Linked DNA regions of Mus musculus: region 2 is linked to region 1. A link is a contact called in public Micro-C data. All regions are on one chromosome and are shown on one strand. Each heading gives the region's core, a stretch centred on a gene start, on an enhancer-like site or on the middle of the called end of the contact. The rest is flanking DNA. Distances are from core to core; before and after follow the strand shown. Region 1 holds the start of Rnf138rt1 (ring finger protein 138, retrogene 1). Region 2 holds the start of Ap1s2 (adaptor-related protein complex 1, sigma 2 subunit).

What was found. A called contact is a pair of places that touch in the nucleus more often than the background predicts.
Region 2: a contact with region 1 is called in a Micro-C map of embryonic stem cells, with 3 times the contacts expected there. The contact joins the promoter of Ap1s2 here to the promoter of Rnf138rt1 in region 1. A contact is called at or near these places in 8 of 39 promoter capture datasets (the 3T3-L1 cell line, the C10 cell line, the HPC-7 cell line and 5 more), 1 of 15 datasets of contacts at CTCF or cohesin (pro-B cells), 14 of 484 Hi-C or Micro-C datasets (LSK cells, Sertoli cells, cerebellum and 4 more), 5 of 115 datasets of contacts at active chromatin or transcription factors (embryonic stem cells, forebrain and stem cell-derived neural progenitor cells) and 4 of 9 other capture datasets (adipose tissue, embryonic stem cells, liver and 1 more).

What each region holds. Positions count from the first base shown.
Region 1 is chrX:163,760,070-163,762,769 of GRCm38.p6, reverse strand. It overlaps Rnf138rt1 (ring finger protein 138, retrogene 1), which reads left to right and starts at 1,438. Exons shown (of 1, transcript NM_028842.3): 1 at 1,438-2,631. The coding sequence starts at 1,787. The coding sequence ends at 2,533.
Region 2 is chrX:163,907,714-163,910,413 of GRCm38.p6, reverse strand. It overlaps Ap1s2 (adaptor-related protein complex 1, sigma 2 subunit), which reads right to left and starts at 1,397. Exons shown (of 6, transcript NM_001290379.1): 1 at 1,141-1,397. Gm52456 (predicted gene, 52456) reads left to right here and starts at 883. Exons shown (of 2, transcript NR_165469.1): 1 at 883-1,003; 2 at 1,116-2,304.

The DNA of each region.
Region 1 (2,700 bases), core at 189-2,688:
GATTTTGAAAGAAAGAGTAATGGGAACCTGAAGTCTGGAAGGATGCACCATCGATACTGGGAGGATTCAGTCTCCATGGTGGAAATCCATATGTATGTCATAAATCCATAGACGCCTGGAATACAGTTTAGAAATATTATGGGCCAATTATTTTAGACATCCTACAGGAAGTGGGTAAGTTGTGAAATCTATGTACAGCACACTGGGTAGCTGGTTAATAAGACACTGTTTGCTAGGAAACAGTTCCATGGAGAACACGTTTGGGATACCATCTCACTTGATATTTTCAGAAGTCTATGAACAATTTCAATTGCAGCCCACGGTGCCATTTTACAGATGAGCAATCAGAGGCTCTTGGTGTGCCTTTTGTATTTCAACACTTCTCCCCCCCCCCCGTGTGTGTGTTTGTGTTCACCTTTTGGATTTAGCATACCTGAGCACCCTCAGGGGAGTGCCCAGGGAAGGACAGGCAGCAATGATGAAGGTAAAAGCTACATTTTTAGCTAAGTCTTGGGTGAGAATTTTTTAAGTGAATAAAAATAAAGTCTCTCGAAGATATGCACTATCACTGTCAGTGGCTCTGGGTGACAAGGGACACTGAGTAGAAACTCAGAAGTGCATGGTGATGGCGAAGGGTCAGGCTCTTGCTCTTGTCGGAACATCTAGGACATCACTAATTTGTTGGGTGATATGAGAGAAAATATTTCATCTGCCTGGACCTCAGAGTAGATAATTTCTCAAGCTCATATACAGTTAACATCACACAATTTCTTGCTTGGCTTTGTAGAACAGATGGGAAAAATCCTAAAGCAGGGGTCTGGTAAGAGGTCAGCTATTTAGCTTGTAGATTTCTGCTTTGGATCTATGGGCCTCACCTGTCTAGTTTAAGGACTGAGAGGTTTCTCAGTTCTCATTAATGAAAGGAGAGGACTGACAAGCTGAATTAGTGAATTTTAGGAATTTTAAATGATGCACGCTGAAGAGTAAAGAAACGTGGTATATACAGGAGAGCCAATATACTGTTACACACAGTAGCCTGATAGCAGTGGTCCACATAGAATGATCACTTAGGTACCTGGAGGACTTTATGAAGACGTAGGGATTAAATCCAGCGGCTTGCGCTTGCAATCGAATCACCAAGCTGTGCTGGCGGATCTCTTTGTACTCTTCCCAGACAGGGGCTCCCTAAATCTCTCAGTCTGGGTTTGAACTCGCGATCATACTGCCTCAGCACCCCTTAATGGCTAGGATTACAAGCCTGCGCCACTAGGCCCAGCTGGATTTAAAAACAAAAACAGAAAACAAACAAACAAAAAAAAACTTGGTAAAGTAAGCGGACCTGGCAGCTTACGTCACAACCAGCTGAAGGCGCGACGCGCTGGTTGCTATGGAGGCCGTCCTATTGACCCCGCCTCCGGCTCTCCTGTGGCTATCCACTCTGCAGTGACCAACCAGCCTGGCAGGCAGCAGTTACCTCTCAACTGATGGCTGAATAGGAGGTATCTCCATCACCATGAGCTTCGGGTCTGGCGGGTTCTGAGGCTCATAAGAACAGAGCATCACCCGTCATTCGCTGGAGATCCAGTGGTCTGAAGCTCACTCAACTGCTGGACAGAAAGGCGCTGAAATCGGACTGCAGCAGGGGACCACCTGTCTGCGGATCTGCCGCGGAGAGAGCTTGACCCAAAGCGCTGCTTGGAGAGGATCCGGAGGGGAGCTCTGAGCCGCCACCGCCACCTTGGCAGCCGCGAGCCGCCATCGCCTTGGGCTTCTACCGGTCGCCACTATGGCCGAGGAAGAATCTGCCTCCACCACGTCTTATACTGAAGATGATTTCTACTGTCCGATATGCCAAGAAGTCTTCAAAACGCCAGTTCGGGTCGCGGCCTGTAAGCATGTTTTCTGCAGAAAATGTTTCCTGAGTGCAATGAAGGAGAGCCGGCTCCACTGCCCCCTGTGCCGTGGAAATGTGACTAGAAGAGAAAGAGCTTGTCCAGTGAGGGCTGTAGACCTCGAAACCATCATGAGACATTTTCCTGGTAATTGCCGATGCTGTTCCCAGCGCGTTGAACTCTATCGTATGAGGCAGCACTACAAAACTTGCGAAAAGTACCAGGATGAATTTGGAGTTTCTACATCTGTTTCAAGCTTCCAACAGTCTCCAAACTCCGTGGGCAACAGTAACAACGAGGCACCGGCCTCAGCGAATGCTGAGGTTTTACAAGAAGAGGAAGAGAACGCAAGCCCACCTGATGAGCCCACCTTCGATTGTCCTCTGTGTGAAGAAGTAACCATGAGCAGGCAACGTTTGCTGGATCATTGCAACAGCAGCCACCGAGGTCGTGTCGTTTCAGTCACTTGCCCAATTTGCCTATCTCTTCCATGGGGCGACCCGCCTCAACTCACCAGAAATTTTGTTAGTCACCTTAATCAGAGGCATCAGTTTGATTACGGAGATTTCGTGAATCTTCAGCTGGATGAGGAAACCCAATTTCAGATCGCCATTGAAGAGTCCTTCCACGTCAACATCTAGAGGGACTGTACTCATTTCTACAATTGTTCCTAAGGGACAATTTACATTAAAACATCCCTTCAATAACTTGATGTTTTAAATAAAAGTGATCAGTCTGACCTTTTAGTTTTTCTTTCATTACAAATCGAAATTATGTTAAAACTTAGTCCCTTGGACAAGAGGATCAG
Region 2 (2,700 bases), core at 148-2,647, 150 kb before region 1:
GTGTTTTGTTTTAACCTTTTTAAGTTCCTTTAACAGTGACAGTGCAAGTAAGATCCACCCAAGGGCGATTCTTAATATTCACCACACAACCTTAAATTTGAACACCCGGAGGAGGAATTTACGTAACTAATATAAAATCAAATTGGCTCTAGACAGGAAATCCACCTCGCAATATCCCAAAAAGGCATCAAGAAAACATCCGGATATTTATGGCGTAGCCATTTAACTTTAATAAAGTTAAAATTGGCTATTACCCCACACAACACTATATAATTCATTGAGAGCAAAGTGCCACCCTTGTAAGTCCTGAAGACAGCGGCATCGAAAAGAACGGCATCGAAAGAACTGGACATTGAACGCAAACCGTTATCAGAACTTGGGGAAGGGACCGATCGGTTTTCTTAAATCTTGACCAGGAGAGATGGTTTGCTAATGACTGGGGTGTGCTCTAGGCTATCTGTAGCGGGGTCCAGTATCCGCCCTACCACTTTGGAGGACGAAGAAACCAAGCATTTTCCTCAAAACAAATGATGTGCTAACATGGGACGAAACCCGCGGCACAAGTATTCCTTTTCCCTCGCTTTGATTTTTGCCGCAAATCCCGGGACAACAATTTCTCCAGATTGGTATTAAAACAAAAACAAAACAAAACAAAACAAAAAACCCAACAATGAGCTCAGCCTTGGAGTGGGCTCTGGTCCAGCATCCCTGGGGTCCCGCAGTCTCGGACGCCTCCCCTCCTCCCGGGACTACACTCCATCAGTACCCAAAGCTGGGCGAGGTGACCGGCAAGGAGTGGAGCAGAGACAATGGCATCCGCTGGCCCGCCAGGGGCGCCAAGTCCTCGGTCGCCGTCACCCCAGCCCCTCCCCAAAACGCCCCGTCAAACTTGAGGCGATCAGCGAACCACAGGTGCCGCGGGGTCCCCGCGGAACCTAGGACCGGTTCCCCTGCATCACCGGCGCGCTGCCGAGTGGAGAGCGGAGCGCTACCGCCGGCAGAAGTGAGTTTCGGGGCGCGGCGCCCCGGGAGGACTCGGGGTGGGGTCGTCGGGGCGCTCACGGGGCGGCGGGGGGCGCGTCCCAGCCATCACTCCCTCTTTCCATCCCTGCCAGCTCAGCGGACTCCTTCAGCACTTACGGCGGCGGCGGGCCGCGGACGCGGCGGAGCTGGGCTGGCCGCGGAGACTGAGGCGCCGGCAGCTGCTGAGGGGAAGCCCCCGTCGCCGTGCTGTGGAAGGGAAGCCGTGGTGCCGCGGGGAGGGGACCCGTCTGGTGGAGGGCAGGCTTAGGCTGCGAGGGTAGGGCGAGCCGACAGATCCCGCCCTGGAGGCTGGACGGAGGAGGAGCCCGGGCTGCGGCGAGCGGAGAGGCGGACCGGAGACCGCGCGCCAAGCTGCCGAGGGGGCGCCAACCGCCTCTAGAGTGAGCGCTGTTGCCGGCAAGAACGAGAAGCCGATTGGTCAAATAACCGCAGGGTAGGCGTGGCGAGGGCCGGAAGTCTGGCCACGTGACCCGGAAGCGGCCTAGGCTGTGGCCAGCGCGCTTGCGTACTTCGGGCTGTGCTGCCGGGACGCGGCGCGCGCGGCTGTCCTGGCTCCTTCCGTGGCAGGGTGATGGGGCTCCGCGGCGCCCTTAGCTGACCCCGTGGTGCAGGCTAAAGGATGGTCCGCACCGCAAAGGGGCTGATTCCGAGCGCCAGTGACTCCGTGGGTCTCCAGAGGGTTGGGCGGGGAGGTGTGACAGTCGGCGATGATGGTGGGAGCCAAGGACAGGAGTGCTGCAACTCAGGGGAAAACAAGTCAGCGCTGTCGCGGTGCTCGTGCCCGCGTTTGCAGGGAGGCCCCTCCTTTCCAGCCCCAGCTAACCTAGACATTTCTCGCCACAAGCTTTGCTAGAGCCTCTCTTCAGGGCTTGCTTCCCCCAGCAGTGCGGCGGACTGGAGGAGTTGTAGTCCGCTCTCTGCTGCAAAAAAAAAAAAAAAAAAAAAAAAAAAAAAAAAAAAATCCAGACAGCGCTTAGTCCTTTTAGATCCCGCTTCCTTCTCACGGTCTCGCCCGCACCTTCCCCATCCCGGGTTCCAGTTTAGCCTTGGCTGATGACTCGCTCGCCTTGGCATGTCCTTCCTCTAATGTCACATCTATAAAGCCTCACCCTAAAGCCCCGGAACAACGAATTCCTCTTTTACCCACATGCTTCTGTTTAGCGCACCTTGGATTTTATTCGTTTAACAACCTAGTTCTCTGCCTGGTTTTAACACTACTGATAAATGTGAGTTGTCTAATAAAATTATAAAATGATGATAGACTTGTTAAAAAGCTGAAATGTTGACTTAGTCTGGGCGTATGATGGATGTCTGTGTTTTATTTGAATGGTGGAATGGATGGATCATCGAGTTCAACTCATCTTTTATAGATAAGGGGAATGGAGATCCACAGGATTAGGTGACCTTGCTTGGACAGCCATGGATTTCCCCTGTCAAATGCTACTCATTACTACTGTCACCTCTGTCCCTACAACAAAAGCCAGAACAGAGTATTCATTGGGCATGCCTTTCTTTGCAGAGATTACTAAACAGGAATTGTAAATTAACTAATGTAAGAAAAAAAAGATGCTACACTTTTAGCGAAGCTGTGTTTACTTAATGTAAAGAACCCCCTTATTAGACATCAATGTTCATTTTTATGTCTTAGAGTGCCAA